6 separate regions of the Mus musculus genome follow, and regions 1, 2, 4, 5 and 6 are each linked to region 3. Evidence: chromatin contacts called from public HiChIP or PLAC-seq and promoter capture Hi-C data. All regions are on one chromosome and are shown on one strand. The core of a region is the stretch at or near the end of the contact, and the rest is flanking DNA. Distances in the headings are between cores, read along the strand shown. Region 1 holds the start of Cmbl (carboxymethylenebutenolidase-like (Pseudomonas)). Region 2 holds the start of Polr2k (polymerase (RNA) II (DNA directed) polypeptide K). Region 3 holds the start of Mtdh (metadherin). Region 4 holds the start of Atpsckmt (ATP synthase C subunit lysine N-methyltransferase). Region 5 holds the start of Rnf19a (ring finger protein 19A). Region 6 holds the start of Rgs22 (regulator of G-protein signalling 22).

Region 1 (3,473 bases), core at 892-3,391, 2.5 Mb before region 3:
TCCAGCTTTTAGGGGACCCACATGAAGAACAAGCTGCACATCTGTTACATATGTGTGGGTGCCTAGGTCCAGCCCATGCTTGCTCTTTGGTTGGTGGTGGTTCAATCTCTGGGAACCCCCAGGGGTCCACGTTAGTTGACTCTGATGATCTTCCCATGGACTCCCTATCCCCTCTGGGTTCCTCATTCCCATTTCTTCTTCTTCTTCTTCTTCTTCTTCTTCTTCTTCTTCTTCTTCTTCTTCTTCTTCTTCTTCTTCTTCCTCTTCCTCTTCCTCTTCCTCTTCCTCTTCCTCTTCCTCTCCTTCTCCTTCTCCTTCTCCTCCTCCTCCTCCTCCTCCTCCTCCTCCTCCTCCTCCTCCCTCCCTCCCTTTCCCCCTCCTCCTCCTCCTTAATACACTGTATGTATTTCTGTTCCTTAAAAAAGAAAACCAAAGGACTGGAAACCAGCTCAGTGGTTAAGAGCACCTGCTGCTCTTCCAGAGGTCCCAGGTTTGGTTCCCAACACCCACATGATAGCTCACAACTGGAGTCTGTAACTGCAGTCCAGGGGATCTGACACCTCTTCAGCTCTTGGAGAGCATCAGACAACCACATGGTGCATATACATATATACATACATACATACATACATACATACATACATCATGCATGTGTCAGGTCCCAAAGAAACTCAGGGCAAATGGCTGGCTATTAGCATACCGAAGCACACACAGCCCTCCAGGCTCACTGGTACTTGTGGCTCTTCTCACCCCAGCCCCTACCTAAACCTCTCAATCATAGGGACTGCTTCCCTTCCCGCAACTTCCTTTTCCTATGTCGCCCCACCATTACAGACTCTGCACTCTCTTGGTTCTTTTCCCTTTCCCTTGGTTCTCTTGGCTTTTTCCTCTCTTGCACCGCCCCTCCTGCCCCGCCCCTCTCTTGGCTTTTTCCTCTTTTGCCCCGCCCCTCTCTTGGCTTTTTCCATTCTTGCCCCGCCCCTCCTTGCTCCTCTCTTCTCTTCCTTCCTACTCTATTTTCTCTCTCCTCTCATGGCCCGGTCTTTTCTGCTGGCCATGTTCAATCTGGATGTGTAGCTTCAATTCCAGGGGTCCACTTCCCTCTCTGGTCTCAGGTGACACCAGTCATGCTGACATACATGCAGGCAAGAGACCATATACATAAAATGAAACAAAAAAAATAGGGGCTTGGAGAGATGGCTCAGTGGTTAAAAGCACTGGCTGTTCTTCCAAAGTACCTGGGTTCAATTCCCAGCACCCACACGGCAGCTCACAACTGTCTACACTCACGTGAACACGCATGTAGGCAGAACACCAATGTACCGATATACATAAAAATACAAATAAATACATTTTAAAAGTTAAAAAATAAGTGAAAACAAAAACACAACTGAGCCTCCCTCACAAGCACCAAAACAAACAACAAGACAACAGAAGAAGAAGAAAAAAAAAAAAACCAGAAAAAAACCCCCACCTCTCCATCTTAGAGAAAATGTTTTGCTTTTGTGGAACACTAAGAGGCAGCTTCCCCACTCCATTGTATGCATTTTTTGACAGTTTCAGAAACAGGGAGAGCAATCCTGTCCCACCTGAGACTTTTAACGGAGCTCGTGGGCTTTAGATTTCATCCATCTTTCTCAGCAAAGGCACGGTTTATGTTATTGGTTTGCCCTGAGGACAAGCGCTGCCCAGAGCTAGGCCTTGAGCCAGCACCCACATCTTCAAGAGACAGCACCGGAAAATTAACACTGGTTTCATTGCTCTTCCCTGGGCGATGCCTCCATCTTCTTTTCTCAACGTTTTCTTTCACTACTTTCCTTCCTCACAGACAAACCACCCAAGCCACAAGAAGATTATATGTAAGTTGGGGTAAATACACAAATGTAGTAGCTTAGTGCTTGAAATAGCCCGATTGTGATTGACCACAGAGAAGTATGCGTCCCAGTAGACAGGCCCAGGGCAGAGTGCCAGGCTCATTCCCTGCCTCTTTAGGCCTCTGTTTCCCTCCTATCACCACTCTTCCTACCCTGCCTTCTTGCTTCCATCCGGGAGCCAGGATCCAGCCCCTTCTCGCGGTCCTTGCGGACCTGCCCCTCCCCCGGCTTTTCCCGGGAATGCAGGACACTGCCACAGCAGTGTCCACTTCCCGTGCAGACTGAGACTCCTCCCTTCTTCTGCATGTCCCTCCCTACCGGGTCAGCTCCAGGGCGTCTGCCTCCTGCTGACTTGCTCTTCACCATTAGACAAGGTAGGTGCTGGTCGCTGGGGACAGACAAACCTGCTGGACCTTGCCTGTGGCTTTGCAGGAAAAGGGCTTTTGCTGGTGCAGATGTGAGGCGCTTCCAGGATCATTTTCCAAAATGAGCTGCCATATATACTGTCCTGGCAAAAATGGCAAGGACCACAGCCAGCCCTAGGTGCCCACCCTTGACTTCTGAGGATATTTTTCTGTAGGTATTCAGATGTTTGCTTTTAAAAACAGCTGAGAGTTTGTAGTCAAACTCACGTCCCTGAGAAGAACCCTTCTTCCCTGACCTTAAATACTATTTTTAGGCTGGGCATTTTGATTATATTGTTGTTGTTGTTGTTGTTGTTGTTGTTGTTTTGTGAAGATGGAATCATGAACAAACTGAGCATATTTGCATTAAACTCAGTACCCACGTCTGGCAACAGTTCTTCTGGGTGGATAGAAGCAAAGACAGGCTGTCATATAAGAATATGACATCCTAGATGGTGGGTGGATCTTGCCAAGACAGTGTGGTTTTACACTCCATGGCCACTGGGGTTGGCCCAGGTCCTAAAGAGACTGGCCGATGCAGTTTATATCCACTTGCTGACAGAAAAGGACACCTGTTGTCCCCAGAGTCCGTTTAAAACAAGGTAGTCAGAATGGAGCCCTGGGCACACACACACCACGGGACAGCCTGCTGGGCCTGCAACAGAGAGAACAGACCAAAGGCATGGCAGTGATTGGCATGATTAAAGAGGTCTCTATGTGCCGCTTAGGTCTAGTTTTCTATCTAACGCTGTCCAAACCGTGGACCTGCTGCAGACCGTGCACATGGTCAGGAAAACTAAGTACTTGGGGGAGGGAACAGCAGAATCACTCAAGGCTAGGAGTTGGCTCTGCCTTCCTCAGGGCAGGACACAAAATCAGGCGCAGTGAAGTTTCTACAACCTTTAACCTGGCAGGCTGCCAGCCCCTCCCTCCTTAAACACCAGCTTTCTACAGGATCAAACTTGCCCTTGTACTCTGAGCCCATGTCTGTGACTCCTTTTTGCAGGTACTTCCTGCTGCAATCTTGTTTGTGCACTCTGAGCTTGTTAAGGCTCTCTATCTATCTATCTATCTATCTATCTCTATATATATATACTTCTTTTGGACAAGTTCATTGTGTGATCTGACTTCTGAGCTACACCAATCCTCAGAGCTTTAAATCAGGAAATCTGTACTCTGAGACATGCTTTCTTGC
Region 2 (3,876 bases), core at 333-2,832, 2.1 Mb after region 3:
GGTAAGGGGGTCTTTTGGTATAGCATTGGAAATGTAAATGAGCTAAATACCTAATAAAAAATGGAAAAAAAAAAAAAAGAAAAAACAAAAAACAAAAAGCAAGAGCTTGAGAGGCAGCTCAGCATTTAAGAGCACTTGCTGTTCTTGCAGAGGACAGGTTCAGTTTTCAACATCTAGGTATGACAGCTTATAACAGTCTGTAGTTCCAGTTTGGGAGGGGGGGTCCAACTATCTCTTCTGATCTCAACTGGCATCCACACATAACTCAAATCACAGTAAATCTTCAAATCTGCTTGCAGTATGAAGTCCTCTTACAATACCCATGGGCTTAACCTAGTGTCATTGTACAGATGTTTAGTGTGCACACTTGTTTTCCTCTTCCTGCTTGTTGAGGAGAAGGGGTACTTTGAAACATGGCTGCTGGTCAAAATATGCTGTTAGTCTGGATGTAGAGGAAGAAGCTGGAAAGTACTGTTTTTCTGATTTCCTTCTGAAAGAAATTATCACTGTGAGCTCATGCATGCTAAACAAGCATTTTATTACTGCTTAAGTAATAAATTACTGCTTATTAAGCCAGCAATTCTAAAAAAACAAATTTAATTGTCATCTAGGAAGACTGGAATTTCTCAAGATGGTCTGTGAATATCAAAGGTTTGAACTAGAAATGAAAGACAAAGCTCAAAGTTCTTCTTGATGGATGGAGAATGGAGAGTAGTTTACTAAGTTACCAGAGTGCCCACTGGGAGAGAAGCCATCTCTTTAATAGTTAACAACTGTTTTTACTTGAATCCCTTCAGGTTATCCATCCTATTATTAAAATAAACGACTGGTGTGAAATAATTGAATGTAAACGTCCTGAACCCAACAGATGTGTTTTACTGAGTTCCAATTTTGATGTGTGAGAACACACACCTGTACTCTACTGAACTGGTCAAACACAGGAAGGAGAGTACTAAGAGAAAAGCTAAAGCCACCAACTAGTCGAAGTAATTGATGGAGCTGCCGTAAGAAAGCCTTGGCTTCAAAAAGGGAGGGAGATGGCAGGCGTTGTGATTTGCGCGATTAATCTCAGCATTGAGGCGGCGAAGACAGAGGATTGTACGGGTTTAAGAGCAGTCTCAGCCTGGGCTTCCCCTTTCCCTCTCTTTCCACTCCCCAACATAAAAAAGAGAGGTGACAGGAAACTAGGAGAGAACTGGAAATTGAAAACAAACAAACAAGCAAACAAAAAACCCACACGGGCATTGAACAATTTGAAAACCGCCATGTGCGAAGTGTCAAATCGTGAAGTATTGGTAGGGTAGCCTGCTGGTGTTCGCCTAAGCATCGGGTCGGTTAAGACTCCAGCATTGCCTGTCTTGGGTTCCTCCTGTATCTGCCATTACACAAGCACAAACCTTCGAATGCCGAGCTGTGGAGATGTTTTGCTACCCCAGAGAGAAGGGCAAATAAAAACAAAACAAAACCCCACAGGAAGCAGGTAGGAGAAAAACGCTGTAACCTGCCTCAGAAACAGAAGCGCCAGTCCCCCCGCACTGCGAGGGAGAGGGGGCGGGGCTTCGTTTCGTCATAAATCGGCGCCGGAAGTTGGCGAGGCAGCGCCGGAAAAAGCTTTTGCGTGCTCAGAGAAGGGACGCTTCTTCCAGCTGTGGAGGTAGGGAGTCTCCGGCTGATGATTTTGGAAGTAAATTTGTGGCAAAACCAGGAGAGACACTTGGCTTTAAAATCTTTGTGGGCAGCCGGGAGAGGTAGCACACTCCTGCCATTTGAGCGCTTGGAAGCAGAGGTAGGAGAATTCCGCCTTCAACCAGCGCCTTGACTTTGAGCCTGGCTTAGGTTACAAAGTGAAGACTCTCAAAGTCTTTTCAAAGAACCAAGCGCGTAAATAAAGATCCCCGGTGGAGTTAGTCTCGAGACAAGCTTTGATGGAGCTATTGCTCCTAGGTCAGATCTGAATTCCTTTGAGGAGTGAGATTGGGCAAACAAACCTCTCCTTAGCCTATTAGTGTATTACTCTTGTGTAAAGAGTAATACACTCTAGGATCGTGAAGACTGTAATAAACATTCCCCCTGGTGTTTATTATTATTGAAATTGTGGGTTTTGTTTTGTTTTGTTTTGTTTTGTTTTGTTTTGTTTCGAGACAGGGTTTCTTTGTGTAGCCCTGGCTGTCCTGGAACTCGATTTGTAGACCAGGCTGGCCTGGAACTCAGAAATCCGTCTGCCTCTGCCTCCCAAGTGCTGGGATTAAAGGCGTGTGCCACCACCGCCCGGCGAAAATGTGTTTTATTCTTAAGACCCAGCCCACACCACAGTTTGGGGGAACTATAGGTATAGATAAAGAATTGCGACTTTTCCTTTTTTTTTTTTTTTTTTTTTTTTTGTTTCCCCATCTGTAATACTGGGTATTTATCCTTGGGCCTCTGCATGCTAGGCAAACATTCTATTGCGTTTTTCTCTAAGGCCGGAAAATAAGAACCTTGTATTGCGTCTGAGAAAAAAAAAAAAGAGGCATGTTTTGTGCGAAGACCCTGATACTCAGTCTTTGTCTCTGATTTCAGGCACTAACAATGGACGCTCAGAAAGATGTTCAACCACCAAAGCAGCAGCCAATGATATATATTTGTGGAGGTAAAATTGACATTCATTTAAATAATGCTTTACTTAAAAAAACAACCACCACCCAAAAATCCTCTCTTACATGAGTAAAATTATAACGTGGAGCACTTTAGCGATTGTTAATGTAAAATCCCCCTCCCTTATTAAGATCTCTTCCTTTTATCTGGAAAAGGTGTACTGCCTACAGCCCTTCTTTCTCCTTGGTCTGTTTTGGCAATAATCGGGCACTTGGATGCTTTGGTGCCTTTTGGTTTGCTCCAGTTGAAATCTGTAGTTATCATTTGCTTCCCCCATAGTGTTTCTCTTTCAAGCATTGAATAAATGTGCTTTCTTTCCCAGAGTGTCACACCGAAAATGAGATAAAGTCCAGGGATCCCATCAGATGCAGAGAATGTGGATACAGAATAATGTACAAGAAAAGGACTAAAAGATGTATCCTTTCAAGCACATGTTCTAAATGTGCAGAGGAAGTGACTAATACTTGGACTGATAAAGACTAAGACCCGATAAAAGTAGTAATAACTTTTGGATTATCTATTTTTTAAGTAGAGTGCATGTGGACTTATTAAGAATGAGAGCTGAGAGAGTGGAGACTCCACAGGAGGTACACCCAGATTAATTATTTTAATAGGATTTATTTTTCCCAAAACTTGGGCGGCGGGGCCCGGTGAATTCAAGGCCAGCTTGGTCTATGTTTAGTATTCCAGACCAGCTAGAGCTACTTAGTGAGACCCAGTCTCAAAGAACCAAATGGGGGCTAGAGAAACGGATCAGCAGATAACAGCATTGCCTGGTTTATCCAAGGGCCCATTTCTAGAACCATGATTGCTCACAGTCACAGGTGGTTGGATAGACAGACCCCTGACCCTAGGGACCCAAATGGTACAATATATGCATGCAGGCAAAAGCACTCATGCATAAAATAAACCTAAGTAAAGAAATTTAAACCCTAATAAGTACATTTTCAATTTATTCATTTATTTAGGGTATCACTGACCATCCTAAAACTCTGGCCTCAAACTCAGAGATCTGCCTACCTCTTCCTACCCCCAACCTCCAAATACCAGGATTAAAGGCATGTACTGCCAATGTGTTTCTTCCCTTTTTTTTTTTTTTTTTTTTTTTTTTTTGTAAACATGATTAGCATTTTCATGTACCATTCATTATGGGCTCTCAGTAAGTCTTTTTTACTTCTCAGGAAATCTTTGTTTTTACTAGTAGTCATTGTTTGTTGTTGGTTATGAACAATCTAAAGTATA
Region 3 (3,891 bases), core at 800-3,299:
GCTTCCTTGGCCCCACCCCATACCCCTAAGTAACCACTGATTTGCTATCACTGTAGATCAGTGTTCATTTTCTAATTATACCCAAATGGAATCATACCCTAGGTACTATGGCTTCTTCTTCTCCTCAGCATTGATATTCACACCGCTGTATGAGTTTATAGCTCCTTCCTGTTTATCTATGATTACTCAGAAAAAGCACTCATTTCCAACCCTGAACTTCTCATAGAGAGTTTTAGACACATTTTGCATTTTATCGTTGTCATTCACGAGGAATTAGGACTTTGTCTACTTAGAGCAGAGCTAGTATTCCATCACACACAGCTGTTTTGCCCTGATTCTTTCAAAGCATTGCTTTATTTAAATTTTAATCTAATCTTTGTGCTATTGCAACAAATAACCCTAACTTTCTGGAAGTATAATTATATTCTTACAAGTTTTGTTAACTGTAATGAATGCAAACCAGTTGGTTGTGACCCTACTTTTTTGTTTTTAAAATATAAGTGCATGGTGGGATAAAGACATAGTTCAGTGGGAGAGCGTTTGCCTACCATGCTTAAGGATCTGGGTTTAATCCCCAGCATGAATACAAAAACGAAGTGCATATACATGTGCATACACAAAGAGGAGGGAGTGAGAGAAGGAGGGCGAGATATAATGACAAGTATGTCCCTGATACCAAATACAGCAAGTGGAAAAAAAAAAAAAAAAAAAAAACTACAAGATGACCTGATCTTACTAAATCATTTACTTGCTAGACTGTCAAAGGGACTAGTATGCTAACCTACAATTTCTGTAATTCTCTAATTCATAAATCCACAGGTGATGATCTAAAACGATCAGTAGAACTTCTTAGAAAAACTATGACCAACCCAAATAGGTGGGGTTATAAATCTTATTCCAAAAATATGAATGGAATTTGTTAATTTTAGAGGTCATGCAGATCTCATTTTAAGGTTCTGGCCTTTATAACTTAGCCCTTAATTATAAGTCTGCAAAAAAGCTTAGCAAGAGTAGCTTATTACGTATAAAACTCTATTCCACCCATTAATCACAAGACTCATTACAATACTGATGGGTCAAAATACATGAATAGGTTTTTAGTTTGTATTTACTTCAGCTGCTTACATGCTAATTAACATTTAATTATAGACACTGTTTCCTTACCGCAAAGTCAAAATACAAATAGTAGGGTAGTCCTCAAGCATTTTTAAAATTAAGAAGGGAAGAAGCGCCTCAGCTCTTTATTTTTGGTGCTAGGAATCGACGCCAGAGCCTTGCATATGTTCAGTAAGCATGTTCTATTGCTGAGCGACATTCCCCAACCCACCTAGTTTCCTTCTAATGCTACATTTGACTGTTGGACAACACAAGCATTCAAAAATTGCAATTCTTTTGGGGTTGTATAAAAGCTTAAAATAATATGCTTCTCTTGCATATAAATACAGTCTAAGGGCTTCCTCTCAATATTTCCTATTAAGGCTACAAATCAGTAGAAAAATAATAGTGCCTCCCACGGGTTTGCCGACTTTTTAAATCTGGAGCCTGACAACAGACAGCAGGAGTGAACGACAGAACAGACGCAAACGTTGGCAAACGTTAATATGCTAGTCCGCCCCGAAGAAATACTCGGATGTGAATTACACGTGCTCGCTGCCTCAGAGTCCACCGAGCTCCCTCTGGAAGCATCCAACTGGCCCCTGACCTAGGGAGAAAAAGCCGGTCCACTGCACCACCACTGCAGGAAAGAGAGCGGAAAGCCTGCTCATACTCCGATGGGTTTGGCCGCCTTGCTCGTGCGCAGGCCTCACACCTGAATCCCTCTCAGCATCCAGAAAGCCCGAGCCTGAAGGAGTTCCACCGTCAGATTTCTAGCTCCCGCTTCGCAAGCTCCGAGTCGCCCCAAGCCTCCAAACCCACACAGCTCAAGGAGACCCCACTCCAAGACTAGAGTCCGCCCGGCCCCGCCCATCGCCCCATGTGACGCATGCCCCGCCCACAGCCTCCACGTGACCCGACCGGCCTCCGCGCGCAGCGTGGATCGCGGCCGGAGCCGCCATTGTTCCGCCGGGGGAGGACAGCGGGTCCTGGCGCTGGCGCCCCGACGCCGCTTAGCGGCCGCCTCTGGAGACACTCTGTCCCCGCCGCCCCGTGTCCTCCTGGTGGCGGCGGCGTGAGGCCGGCTGCGGAGACTGGGAACCTTTGGCTCTCCCCGTGGCGGCGGCGGCCCTCTATCCCCTACTCCGGCGTGAGGGTTGGCCGCGATGCGCTCGGCCTGAGGTGTCGCGGCCCTGTCGCCTCCCACGACTGTTCCAGCGGCGGCTCCGCTCCCCGGCGTCATCCCGCGAGTCTCTCTGACGGGAGGGAAGATGGCTGCACGAAGCTGGCAGGACGAGCTGGCCCAGCAGGCCGAGGAGGGCTCTGCCCGGCTGCGGGAGTTGCTCTCGGTCGGCCTAGGTTTTCTGCGCACGGAGTTGGGCCTCGACCTGGGGCTAGAGCCGAAGCGGTACCCGGGCTGGGTGATCCTGGTGGGCACCGGCGCTCTCGGGCTGCTCCTGCTCTTCCTTCTAGGTTACGGCTGGGCCGCGGCTTGCGCCGGCGCCCGCAAGAAGCGAAGGAGCCCGCCCCGCAAACGGGAGGAGGCGGCCCCGCCGACTCCGGCCCCCGACGACCTAGCCCAGCTGAAGAATCTCAGAAGCGAGGAGCAAAAGAAGAAGAACCGGAAGAAGCTTCCTGAAAAGCCCAAAGTGAGTAGTGGCGAGGAGCCCGGTGGTCAAGGGAAGCGAGAGCTCAGGTCGAGGTGGTAGGTGAACACGTTCCTTGAGAAGGGGGAAGTCGGAAAGTGTAAGAACCAGTAGGAAAGTCGCGTTTTCCTGAATGGAAATTAACTCCAGGGGTAGGTATAAATAAAAGTGACCAAACTTACAGCCATCATATGAGAACCTTGGTTTCCCCAAAAGCAGATCCTTCCTAGAGGCCTGTGAAAGAAAGTAGGCTGCATGTGGAGGTTAATGGGACCTTACAGTGACGTTGGGAAGTTCTGAAAAGACTGCCCGGTAGAGAGAGATGTCTATCTCAAGCCACGTTGAGACCTGAGACCGTCACGGAAGATAGGGGTGACCTAAAAACTGGCTTAAAGAGGATTACAGGTGTTCAGATCAAGCCATACTCATCTTAGTTGGAAATGTTAAAGGGAAATGGTTACCCTGTCTTATCCTGGTGAGTGTGGCCATTGGGTTGCTGGTACAGGAACTGGGCAAAAGGGAGCTGGCGATCTAATACGCCTTCGGGATATATGGCCCCGAGAAAAACATAAGGCAAGTACAGCAAAGTAGTCTATAGTACAGTCAAAGGATGTGGAAGACTTTTTTGTTTTTTAATAAAGCATAAAGAGGTGACAGATTAAAATGCTGAAGAAGGTTGAGAGGAGATTTCAAGCCGCAGTTTGCTGGACCACATGTGGAAATGCGAAAGCTATTCCATTTTTGTTAGGCCTTAGTGTTTTACTTCTGTATCCTGTGTTGTGATTTCTCTGTAATATTTTGTTCTGTGTATATTTGTTGGAGAGATCTTGTGCCGTGGCATGCATGCAGAAGTCAGAGGAGAACTTACTGGGGTTGGTTTTCCTTCCACAGAGTGGATCTTGGGGATTGAACTCCAGTACTCAGGCTTCTTGGCAAGTGCCTTTACCCACTGAACTGTTTAGTAGCCTGTTTTGCATAATTTGTGTAATATGAAAGATAAGTAACATTAGAAATATTTATTAGTGTAGTGGTGGTGGTGGATGCATTTATCCCAGCACTTGGCAGGCAGATCTTTGAGTTTGAGGCCAGCCTGATCTTTATAGTTTCGGGACAGCAAGGACTACATAGAGAAACTTTGCCTCCAATATTA
Region 4 (3,640 bases), core at 155-2,654, 2.5 Mb before region 3:
AAGTCAACACACAACGCGCACAAGCTGAAGGCAAAGAGAACCAAGCATCTACCAGGCCTCAGTTGCTATGTCCACTTCTGCAGCCACTCCAAAACACCTGTCAGAAATTCGGTTTGATAGAGAACTCACCGAGGGATTTCCCTAACACCAGGTCAACCAGGGCACCTCAAACCTGGAGGCACGACTGGCACAATACAACCTAAAATGGGGCTCCCTCCTTCCTCTGAGCTTTTTGTGGCAACACCAGTGACTGTCACTCCTTTCTCCTCTGGGGGCCTAGCACCGGCTCTTGGGTAGCCTTTCTTATTCCTCTCCTTCTGTGAGACATGCCTTCCGACTCAACACTTCGGCTCTGCCTTCCCTCAGGGTAACTTCTTTGTTTCCCTTTAGGAAACTATCCTCAATTGCGGCCAACTGTGCTCCACTGAAACTCTCTCCTTCCACTCCAAAAGTCACCACCATGCGTTTTCTGGCCCAAGGGACTTTACGGTCCCTTTCCTACAAGCAGCCATTCGGTCTGTCCTGTGCACGTTTCTCACTAGTTTTCTCCCTTTCGGGACAGCCCCGCTTCTAAGGGACAAGCGACTTACAGATGTTACAGATGCACCGGCGCAGGCCTGCTCGCCCGCCCGGTGAGCTGGGGATGCGACCCCACCCAGCTCTGAAGCGGCGGATCGCTCTCCCTACCCCACCGTGGGACGAAGGCCTCTACGCCCTCTCCCGCAGCCAGAGCGGGGATGTGACCCTAGAGCCCAAAGGGGCTCCCCGGCACCGGAGATTCTCGAGCTTTCGGGCCAGCACATGGCCGAGCTGCTCTCTCGCCAGCGCAGGCGCACAAGCGCTCCGGCCCACTCCCTTCATCCCGCGGCTTCGCGTTCCGGGCCGTTACCTTGAGGGCCTCAAGCCCCATGAGACGGGACTTGCGATCTTGGTCCTTGATAATGAGAAAGGGGCGCCCATACTCATCGAAGGCGAGGGTCCCCACGGACGCCATGGTGGACGAACTAGAACGAGCGCTCCTCCAGTAACCAGCGGGGACCACTCGGGAAGAGAGACACACCGCACCTCCCTCTCGCGAGAGGACGCAGAATCCCGCGCATGCGCAGTGCAGACCCCGCGACTTACTTTTCAACAGTGACTTTTTTTACGCCGCAGAGTAGCTTCTGGAATCGGCCGCTGTTGGGAACGTCCGTTTTCCACGAACCGAGGGGGGGGGTGTTCGAAACTTAGAAGGCGACGTCTAGCACACAAATGCTAATACTAGACATAATGTAGTCACTGATTCAAGGATTTAAGTTTTCAAAGTTTTTGAATCCAGAGTTGCAGCGGGGAGCTTATTTCCTTAAGATATTTTTCTTTTCTTTGATTGCCGCCCGGGCTCTAAGACGTTGGTAGATTCCACTTCCGGTCTCCCCGGAACGCGCGATGGAGCGAGTAGGTGAGGTTTGACCGGCCTGGCGGCGGGCGATATAGTTGTCTGTGGCGCGGGCGCTTGTGGGGATCGGGCGCGCGTGGCTGCGGTGCTCTCCGTCCCGCGCCGGTCGTGGCTACCACAGTGCTTGCTGGGGGCTGCTGTCCGCACCTCCGTGCACAAGACTCACTGCTCAGCCCGATCCTAGGTCGGCTGGAATCCACCCTGCGGTGGACGAGCTGCTGCTTGGAAGCTATTGAGCCTGTAGCTTTGTTTTCTTGTCTGCAAAGATAATAATAATAATAATAATAATAACAATAATAACAGCAATAACAACAACAATAATGACAAAATAATAGCAACAAAAACAATAATAATAATAATAATGATAATGCCTACTTCACAAGGTTGCTGGACGTGCCTGGTCGTCAGCACATAGTATTTGTCCTTAACTTCCCAGGTTACACAGATCCTGGGCCTTCCCCGCGCGTGTACTGTAGGTGGAGACAAAGTAGCACCGGCTGGTGCTCAGAGTCTCTTGTTCTCAGCGTTTTGCTGTTAGAAAGATACCCCGTAAGGGTAACTGCACGGTACGTCTGCCAGAAATCACGATTCATTTTATAAGCTCGGATTTATTTGTGACGAGTTTCCAGTCTCTCCACTCGTACCCCACAGAACAGAAACTGTCCCTGCCGTATTGTCTGTTTTTATTAGGTACTCAAAATTAGAGTGCATATAACCTGTATGACAGTAGGCTAGCTTTCAGGTCTGTGCTGTTACATGACACAGATTGACATTATGTCAGGACAAGGTTTTTAAAGTTAACACAAACAAGGTTTCATTGTGACATTTTCATTCATATATATATATGTAATTGTACCTTGCCATTGACCTATAAGCTGTCCTCATTATCCTCTCTCCTCCTGGTCTTCCCTCTCAACACAGCACACACACTTGTATACAACAAGATTCTGCATCTGAGCGAAAACATGATGGTTCTGAGTCATTAGTTTACAGTTGAATAAAGCTCTGTGTGTATGTACACCACACTGTATCCATTCCACTGTTGGTGGACATCAAGCTAGGTTCAAGAAAGACTTCAAGGATGGCACGGCAAGTAAAGGCGCTTGTTGCCAAGCCTGACCGCTTGTGCTAGGTCTCGGTCCCACGTGGTGCAGGAGCGAGCAGATTCCCACGTGGGTCACAGACCGCCTTCCAGTCAGGCGGCTGCTCCGCTCCCACTCTTCTTGCTTGCACGGGCCCAGTGGTTCGATGCTTTTGCCCTCAGTTCAGATTCCTAGTTTCCTTTCCCCTGTATTCCTTCAGATGCTCATACATAGGCTGACACGTCTTTGCCTCAGTTGGTTTCTACAACTCAAAGGCCAGCTGGGAGACCCTGGAGACCGGGGCGTCATTATTGTCTACCTTCTGGCTTTGTGCATGTGTCTACAGGTGAGGCAGACCTTGGGCCATCTGATTTGTGTTTAACTGTCGTAGCCCAAATTGATACAGTATGATCTGTCTATGACAGAAAGAATTCTTTCTTTTTTTAAAAAAGGGATTTATTTATTATTATACATAAGTACACTGTAGCTGACTTTGGATGCACCAGAAGAGGGTGTCAGATCTGATTACTGGTGGTTGTGAGCCACCATGTGGTTGCTGGAATTTGAACTCGGGATCTTTGGAAGAGCAGTCAGTGCTCTTACCGGCTGAGCCATCTCGCCAGCCCCCCAGAAAAAATTCTTATTTAAATAATAATACTTAGGTTCATCTGTAAGGTACTGGTTAGGAGCAACATGGATGAATCCAGAGGATATCATTTTAAGTGTAGTAAGATGGTGAGAGACCACATACTGTATGTGTGTGCATATTTATGTGTATATTTGCATGGTCCTGTGTGTGTGCAGGAGTTCCATATGTGTACTCATGTAGGCCACAGTTTGATGTAGGTATTTCTGTTGTAGTCCACTTAATTTTTTTGGGATGGTCACTCACCGACCTTGCCTGTTTTTGCGAGGCTGGCTTGACAGCCAGCTTCTGGGATTTGTCATCACCTTCCAGTGCTGTGGTTGCGCCTGTCTTTTCCATGGGTGCTGGGAATCTGAACAGCAAGCACTCTGCCCACTGAGCTCTCCCTGGCCTTTGCAAGCTAGTTGATATAAGTCACCTTTGAAGACAATTAGTGTAAGTCCGAAGTTGAGGAAGTAGAGACTAAACGTAGTGGTA
Region 5 (3,938 bases), core at 267-2,766, 2.2 Mb after region 3:
ATTTGGTTTAGTAAGTCCCAAGACTTAATACCAATTCTTTGTCCATGAAATTGTATGTACCAAGTAAAGAACATTTGAAAGTAAGGACATAGCCATTTTCTAAATATTTACATTTTAATTCAATACAGACAGCTCTGTGTTAAAGAAGCTTAAGCAAGCAAATATGGAAATGACTTGAATTACAAACAGAAGCACTAGGATGTGCAAAGAGACCGGTTTATAGCAAAACCGGAAAGGGAAAAAAAGACAAGTATCTCGTCACACTACATACAATGAAAAGGGTCAAGAAATTCTGGTTAAAATATTAAATAATCAAAGACTGCCAGGTACGCGTGCGTATACACAAACATACACAAAGTAGAATGAGGAAGATCAAAATATTTTGAAGGCACCAACCACGGAAAGGCCCGCTTTCATACCTCCCGTTTGCTATCATTTTACACCAGCCTTTATAGCCAACCCTAGGTTTGAAAATTGCAGCTGCATTTAAAGGCCGTCCTATCATTACCAACATTTTGCGACATTCTCAACCCTACACAAAGTAAAGCACCAGTCGTGTATTTCTATCTCCAAGGGCGCCAACAAGCAAAAATTAAACCTTTCTTTTTCCCATATATAGCCTTCACCATTCTCTTCCCTCTTTTATTTGCTGCCCTTGTCTCAGGATTAACGAACCTAAACCACTTCTTCCCATTAGTGGAAATGGAAAAAGAGAAGAGAGCGACAGTAGAGCGGAATCCCAGACCGAAGGAAAAACTGGCAATTCAAAGTGGTGGCCTCACTCGGGGTGAGGGCAGGGAAAACCCCAGACGTGGAGTCCGGAAGACCCCCGTTCATCCCCAGGCTATACGGCTTTCCGCGCCGGTGCCTGCTTGTGTGCGCGATCTCCGCTCCCGAAGGAGGCGGTCATCTCCCCGCCGCCCTCCCGGGCCCCAGGCGGCAGGCTTCGGGGGCGAAGTCCGCGGCGCCCAGTGTGCGGCGAGGCCCGGAAAGCGTCCCGTTAGAGGCGATTTCACCCGTCAGGAATGCGCTCCGCCCCCGCCGCCTCCCCACGGCGGCCGCCCTCGGGTCTCGTCCGCTCCGCCGCCCCGGAACGCTCGGGGCAGCGCCGTGGACAGTCACAACACCGACGGGGCCACAGGCCCGGCCCCCCACGCCCCGGCCCGCACCCCGGAGACGGCCGCAACGGTCTCCCGGCCCCAGACCGAGGCCTGAGCGGCGCCTTGAATCCCCATCCGTAGGGGAGCCGCCCGGCTCCCGCGGCTCCGGCGCCTGCCGTACCTCAGCTCCTCAGGGCGGCGGCGGCGCGGGGCGGCTGGCGAGCAGGCCCATCCCGCGGAGGCAGAAAGCGGAGGCAGAACGGAGGACGACTTTTCAGCACCGCCGCGGAACCTTCTCAGCTAGGGCGAGAGCTGCCGGTGGAACGGTTGCGGGCGGCCGCTTTCCCGAACTCCCCTCTGTGACTCCAGTCGGACCGTCGCAGCCGGGAACCAACACAGCAACTGCCATTCTCCCCCGCCCTCGCCCCCAGGCCCCGCCCCCTCCACTCCCTCCTGCCCCACCCGGCATAGCCCCGCCCAGCGCGCCTTGCGTCTTGGCGTCAAGCCCCGCCCCGCCCCACGTCGACCAGCCGCGGTTATCTCTGGGACGCGGTGGTTCCTTGGCTCCAGCACGTTCGCCTCGCACTGCGCGCTCTCGCCGCCGGCCCTCCCGCGGGCGGCGACTTACTCGGAACGCGCCGGGCAGTGGGGCGGGAGACGCCCTTCTTGTAACCCCGACCCCGTCTCCGTGAGGTGATAGGAAGGGACGGCGGGAGCCGCGTTCCAAGTGGAGCGCTTCCTGAGCGACAGGACCCTGACTTAGCTTTTCAATCCTTTGTTCACCTGCTTGATTGGCAACCCTCGGGAGAGCAGAGCCGAGTCGTCCCCAAAGAAATATCTCAGGTCTTATCAATGTCTGATACAGTAGGAGTTACTTTGGCCCAGCCTGTGTCTTCCATTCCCCTCCAGCTTTTGATCCAGTCGGACACCCTTTGAATTTTTCACCTACATAAGACTTGGTATAGAGTTAGTTAAATAAACAGATCCCTTTCCTGTCCTGATCCCATCCTCTCCGTTTATTTCTCTTGGGGACTTAGATCATTTCCTTAGAATCCTGAGAAATGGATGTGATGGATGCCAAAATGTCCATCCACCATCTGTTACTTAATCTAAATATATCACTCGATCCTTATTTCAGTGTGTCTAAACTAGAAACTCACCAAGGAGCCATATTTTTTCAAACCCCACTTGGCCTCTTTGGTAACACAGTAAATTTTTCCCAGTTAGAAACAGGCTAGGCGATCTAGGGCTAAATGTCTTTGACCATACATCTTAAAGGGAGTAAGTATGGATATGATTTCCATTTATTGGAAGTTGAGAGCCATTATGTGTATACCTTAAAATGCTATCAAAAGGCTGCATTCGATGCCCAATAATCTACAGGACACTTTAAGCCTACGGATAGTGCAAGAGTAGCTTTGCAGTACAAATGGAGTAATGACTGGTAAGGGTTTTGAGTAAAGAATTGTGCAGAATAACAGTGGTCCTGTACTCTCTATAGTCATCATAGTTCTGAGAAATTAAATTTCTGTCTTCCTAGAAATTGGAAGGGTCTGCTGTTACTTACTAGTCCAATATGCATATCCTGAGAGAGATATACCTGAAGGACATCTCCACTTGAATCTATGGAGGCATCTTGTATTAGATAGTTTTATCTTAACATGAGACAAGCTAAAGTCGTTTGAGAGAAGGGATCGTCAATGAAGAAAACACCTCCATGAGACTGGGCTGTAGGAAGCCGTAGGACATTTTAATTAGTGATTGATGGAGAGACAGCCCACTGTGAATAGTTTCATCCCTGGGCTGTTGGTCCTGGGGTCTATAAGAAAGCAGGATGAGCAAGCTATGAGGAGTAAACCAGTAAACAGCACCCCTCCACAGCCTCTGCAACAGCTCCTGCCACCAGGTTCCTGCCATATTTGAGTTCCTGTCCTAACTTCTTTCGGTGATGAACAGTGATATGAAAGTGTAAGCCAAATAAACCTTCCCCAAGTTGCTTCTTGGTCATGGTGTTTTGTGGCAGCATCAGAACCTTAAGACAAACCTATAGCTCAAGTCTGTCTGAGATAGACAGGGGCTTATCTAAAACAACCCTTACTTCTCTCATCCAAGCAGAGCCAAGCCAGAAGTCCAGGGTTCTCACAGACACCCTGTCTTTGGTCCCTTTCACTGAGTCCCATTTATTATGCCCTCTAAATATCACTCTGTTCTCTGTGCTGTATACCCTTTGCCTTTAGGACAACAACTTCAAGTTTGGCTGCCTCCCCCAAGAGAACGTGGGAAAATTGAGATGCCTAGGCTGCATCCAAGTGAAGGGGGCTCTGGAGAGCCGTATATTTTTAAATTCCAGGTGATAAATGTACTTTCGAGACTGGAAACCATGCTACAAAGTCACCGTTTCTCCTTGGATTCATGCAAAGAAGCTGCTTGGCCTCCGGTGGGCTTTTTGCTGCATTCTTCCTAATTTACCCATTGTAATTTATTCAACATTGGCTCAAGAAATATTGCTGTCTACTAAATTAAAAGGTGATCCAAGCTTTCTACCATCTCCAATGCTCTCTCTCCCTCTCCCTCTCCCTCTCCCTCTCCCTCTCCCTCTCCCTCTCCCTCTCCCTCTCTCTCTCCCTCTCTCTCTCCCTCTCTCTCTTTCTCCAGATGTGAGCACTGAGCTGTTCTTACCGCCAGGCCTTTGCTCTACCATCATAGACTCTAACCTTCCAAAACCTTAAGCCCGATTGACTAAATCCTCAAAAGAAACTAGGAGGAAAAAAATGCTACTTTCTTTTATAAGTTGCCTTGGTCATGGTGTTTTGTCATCATAGCAATAGGGAAACAACT
Region 6 (3,461 bases), core at 105-2,604, 2.1 Mb after region 3:
AAGAGAAGTGGGTGCTAGAGTATTCACATTAGTAAATACTGGACGCGCTTTGAGCTCCAGCCTCAACGGTGGTAGGAAAAAGGGTTGCCTCTGTGTCTGTCTGTGCCCTGGGGCAAGCTCCTCGTGTAAGCAATATGCTTTCTAGAAGAGTCTCTAAAGACAGCACTCTCCCAAATGATAAATAGATTTGGCAAATATTTAGTATGCTCAATTTCTCCAAAATTCTGACCTGAGAACAATGTCTAGAAAACAATTTAAACACTTACAAATAGATGACTGGTTTCTGTTGCTGTTTTTGTGTTTGTCTGTTTTGGTTGTTTGGTTGATTAGTTTTGGGTTTTTTGGCTTTGTTATTTTATTATTTATTGATTGACTGGGTGGTGTTGTTGTTGTTGAGACAGGGTTTTTCTGTATAGCCCTGGCGGTCCTGGAACTTGCTCTGTAGACCAGGCTGGCCTCAAACTCAGAGAAATCCTCCTGCCTCTGCTGGAGTTTAAAGACCTGAGTGCTACCATGGGGGTGGAGGTGAGGGAGGGCTGGTATTTTTTAAGACAGGATCTCACATAGCCTTGAATTTGCTATGTCACAAAGGATGACCCCGACTCCCAGCCCTTCTTTCCCATCTCTAATGCTGGGGTGAGCAACTTTACCTACTAATGTTTACTGCAACCAGGAGCTGCCCTGCACATCACAACAAAGCCATGGAGACAGCCGGCCTGCCCCCATAGGGACAGCAAGGGTACGGAGAAACTACATGAGGTCTTTTACAGAAGAAAGCTTTAGCCCGAAGAGAATGTAAAAAAAAAGACCCGTTCTCGCCACTGTGTACTCACAAACTCTTCTTCTGTAACTTCTGGCGGCTCTGGAAGGAGACAAAACGTTACCTTTTCGTACTCAGATCTTCCTTTTAGACTAACTGAAATCATCTGCGACAGCCCCTGGCGCTACTGTATATACATATATCCCGGGTGAGCTCAGTAAAATGTTCATTATCCGCACATGGATTACATTTTAAGGTAGGATTCCAGGTGAAGGTGGGGAGGAAAGACCTTTGGACTTTGGCTTGGGACCCACTGTCACCCCAGAGCTAACCTAAGGCCCCCATTTGCAAAAGGAGAGCTTAGCGTGGTTAGCGCACAAGGTAATAGCGACTGCCCTGGGGGTTCGTATAAAAGGCAGGGAGCTGGGGCTGGGGACCCGGGCTTGGGCTGGAGGCTTGGGGCTGGGGTCGAGCGCGGTCCGGGTGCCCGAGCACTGCGGCAGGGCGCCGGGGCCCACCTACCCGCCGAGAGCCGCTTCTCCGGCATCCTGTCGGGGGAACCCAGCTGCCCGGCCCCGCTGTCTGGGGAGCGACTGCCGCCCCACGGCACGCGGCCTGGGGCTGCCCGCTGTTGCCATAGAGCTGGACAAAGCAGAGGCGCCTGGGCCAGGGGTGGCGGCTGGGGAGCGGCCGTTACTGTGGAGATCGCACGGCTCCTGGTGGGGAAGGGCTGTTGCGGGGGCGGGGGGAGCAGATCCTCCCACAGCGAAGGACCGCAGAGCCAGGCCTCAGTTTCCTTAGGTCAGACGCCTGTAGCAAAAGGTTTTTCATAAACGCTGACCACTAGGAATTACCCGAACTGGGGACCACAGATTACAGTTACCCTAAAATGTGTGTTCAGGAAAGGAGTTAGGAAAACAGAGCCCTGTGTACTGTGGCACACACCTGCAATCCTAACAGTTAACAAAAGAAGGCAGGAGAATAGAGTTACAGCTTGTTCTCAGTTACTAAGAGTTTAAAGCCAGCCTGAGCTACAGTAAAGCAAAACCACAAACAAACAAACAAAAAAGAATTTATTTAAATAGAAAAGATAAAAATTTAAACACAATTATTCTAAATACTAAAAATATTTATGTCCCAAAAATAATTTATGTCCCCCCCCCCAAATTTGTGTTTTAGTTGAGATAGGTTCTCATGTAGCCCAGGCTGGCCCTGAACTTCTGATCCTCCTGCCTCCACGTTGCTTGTACAGGTTTTGCAGGTCTTTGCCCCAACCCTGGCCAGAAAATGAAGCTCAAAGTCCCTGTCTGGGAATGGGTATGACTTGGGTGTGGAGTGATAGGGTGGGGTATAGCTCCTGTTAGACATTTGCATTGGAAATACTGCTTCCTAATTGTTTTATAAAACTTATCCCATTCTGTAGTTCTGAATTTCCTCAGTGGTACCAAATAAACCCCAAAGCTAACTGCTTGCCCCTTCCCAGCAGTACTTCCAATGCAAATGTCTAACAGGAGCTATACCCCACCCTATCACTCCACACCCAAATCATACCCATTCCCAGACAGGATCTTTGAGCTTCATCTTCTGACCGGGGTTGGGGCAAAGACCTGCAAAATCTGTACTAGGAAGGTGGAGGCAGGGGGATCAGAAGTTTAAGGCCAGCCTGGGCTACTTGAGAACCTATCTCAACTAAAACACAGATTTTGGGGGGGGACATAAATTATTTTTGGAACATAAATCTTATGACCGTTAAATGATACATCTTCCGAGTAACTCAAAGTTTCCCCCTAGAACTTTCCCTCCAAACCCCACATTCAGGTAAATACTGGATTCAGCCAGTTCTACCTTAACATATTTCTGCATTTGGGCTCTGCTCTCATTTTCCCAAGAGCACCCACACACAGCCTTAGCGCTAGCTCCCATCTGGTCTGCTGTAAAAGCTTCCTAACTTGTCAGTCTTCCAGGCTTAGCTCCCAGCTAGGAGTTCTCTTTAAATCCATTATCCATGCTGAAAGCAAAACCAGCTATCTAAATGCAAATCTGACCTACTTAAAACCCGCCAGTGGCTCCACATTTGACTCCTCAGTGTGGGGCAGGTATTTGTGTGCCCTTAAGACAATGGGTGCCTATATTTCAAGGAAGCAGACACCTGCTCCCTGGTTGTGTTTATTGCTATTGCAGTATGACACAGGAAAAAGACCTAAGTGAAGTGTTTGTTGCCCTTGCCAGACAAAATCCGAAAGCCAAATGAAGCCAAGGGAGAGCAGTGGGAGGGAACAGAAGTGAAGGGAGATGGTCCTCGTGGGCTGCAGCTTCAGCTGCTCACTTTGGCTGCTGCTGTGCAGAGGATGTAAACAGCTCAGCTCCAAGCAGGTACTAGCTGATCTGATGGTGGCCAGGCAGCACGGCTTCCAGGTCTCACATCTATATTTAGGAGGAGAGCTGAGGGGCGGGAGCAATGGCTGGGCAGTCGAGAGCACTAGAGGGTTCAAGTCCAGAACCTGCATGGTGGCTGAGAACTCCAACTCCAGTGGTCCCACCACCTCTTCCTGCATGGATGTAGTATACACGATCAGGCACATACACATAAATAAATGATAAAGAATAGAGCCTAGCGAATCTGACAAGTTGGGTGTAGGAAAGAAACAGGTATTTGGGGATGACTCTTAAAGATTCTTGTCTGAACGCACAGAAGGGTATT

The links. Promoter capture Hi-C pulls out the DNA fragments that hold promoters and counts their contacts. HiChIP or PLAC-seq counts read pairs in DNA pulled down with a chosen protein or histone mark.
Region 1: a promoter capture Hi-C map of liver shows a contact between it and region 3, with 15 times the contacts expected there. The contact joins the promoter of Cmbl here to the promoter of Mtdh in region 3. A contact is called at or near these places in 4 of 39 promoter capture datasets (3T3-L1-derived adipocytes, hippocampal neurons, liver and 1 more), 3 of 115 datasets of contacts at active chromatin or transcription factors (embryonic stem cells, large pre-B cells and stem cell-derived neural progenitor cells) and 1 of 9 other capture datasets (pancreatic islet).
Region 2: a contact with region 3 is called in a promoter capture Hi-C map of pre-B cells, with 4 times the contacts expected there. The contact joins the promoter of Polr2k here to the promoter of Mtdh in region 3. A contact is called at or near these places in 6 of 39 promoter capture datasets (the 3T3-L1 cell line, the C10 cell line, frontonasal cranial neural crest and 3 more), 1 of 484 Hi-C or Micro-C datasets (pre-B cells), 4 of 115 datasets of contacts at active chromatin or transcription factors (astrocytes, bone marrow-derived dendritic cells, embryonic forebrain and 1 more) and 2 of 9 other capture datasets (adipose tissue and liver).
Region 4: a contact with region 3 is called in a promoter capture Hi-C map of liver, with 10 times the contacts expected there. The contact joins the promoter of Atpsckmt here to the promoter of Mtdh in region 3. A contact is called at or near these places in 5 of 39 promoter capture datasets (cranial neural crest, liver, pre-B cells and 1 more), 3 of 484 Hi-C or Micro-C datasets (B cells, CD8 T cells and muscle stem cells), 9 of 115 datasets of contacts at active chromatin or transcription factors (astrocytes, bone marrow-derived dendritic cells, embryonic forebrain and 5 more) and 3 of 9 other capture datasets (adipose tissue, embryonic stem cells and liver).
Region 5: a promoter capture Hi-C map of pre-B cells shows a contact between it and region 3, with 3 times the contacts expected there. The contact joins the promoter of Rnf19a here to the promoter of Mtdh in region 3. A contact is called at or near these places in 4 of 39 promoter capture datasets (3T3-L1-derived adipocytes, the C10 cell line, liver and 1 more), 1 of 484 Hi-C or Micro-C datasets (pre-B cells), 1 of 115 datasets of contacts at active chromatin or transcription factors (astrocytes) and 2 of 9 other capture datasets (adipose tissue and liver).
Region 6: a contact with region 3 is called in an H3K4me3 HiChIP or PLAC-seq map of embryonic hindbrain, with 16 times the contacts expected there. The contact joins the promoter of Rgs22 here to the promoter of Mtdh in region 3. A contact is called at or near these places in 1 of 39 promoter capture datasets (the 3T3-L1 cell line) and 2 of 115 datasets of contacts at active chromatin or transcription factors (astrocytes and embryonic hindbrain).

Annotation. Positions count from the first base shown.
Region 1 is chr15:31,566,692-31,570,164 of GRCm38.p6, forward strand. Cmbl (carboxymethylenebutenolidase-like (Pseudomonas)) reads left to right here and starts at 2,142. Exons shown (of 6, transcript NM_181588.4): 1 at 2,142-2,248.
Region 2 is chr15:36,172,428-36,176,303 of GRCm38.p6, forward strand. It overlaps Polr2k (polymerase (RNA) II (DNA directed) polypeptide K), which reads left to right and starts at 1,583. Exons shown (of 4, transcript NM_023127.3): 1 at 1,583-1,654; 2 at 2,560-2,629; 3 at 2,957-3,049. The coding sequence starts at 2,569. It also overlaps a transcript of Spag1 not described here.
Region 3 is chr15:34,080,670-34,084,560 of GRCm38.p6, forward strand. Mtdh (metadherin) reads left to right here and starts at 2,050. Exons shown (of 12, transcript NM_026002.5): 1 at 2,050-2,744. The coding sequence starts at 2,367. It overlaps Gm41291, which reads right to left and starts at 2,557. Exons shown (of 1, transcript XM_011245387.3): 1 at 1,073-2,557. The coding sequence starts at 2,338. The coding sequence ends at 1,805.
Region 4 is chr15:31,600,712-31,604,351 of GRCm38.p6, forward strand. Atpsckmt (ATP synthase C subunit lysine N-methyltransferase) reads left to right here and starts at 1,405. Exons shown (of 5, transcript NM_026546.3): 1 at 1,405-1,438. The coding sequence starts at 1,426. It overlaps Cct5 (chaperonin containing Tcp1, subunit 5 (epsilon)), which reads right to left and starts at 1,135. Exons shown (of 11, transcript NM_007637.3): 1 at 890-1,135. The coding sequence starts at 994.
Region 5 is chr15:36,281,631-36,285,568 of GRCm38.p6, forward strand. Rnf19a (ring finger protein 19A) reads right to left here and starts at 1,517. Exons shown (of 10, transcript NM_013923.2): 1 at 1,282-1,517.
Region 6 is chr15:36,139,046-36,142,506 of GRCm38.p6, forward strand. Rgs22 (regulator of G-protein signalling 22) reads right to left here and starts at 1,355. Exons shown (of 28, transcript NM_001195748.1): 1 at 1,283-1,355; 2 at 834-862. The coding sequence starts at 1,307.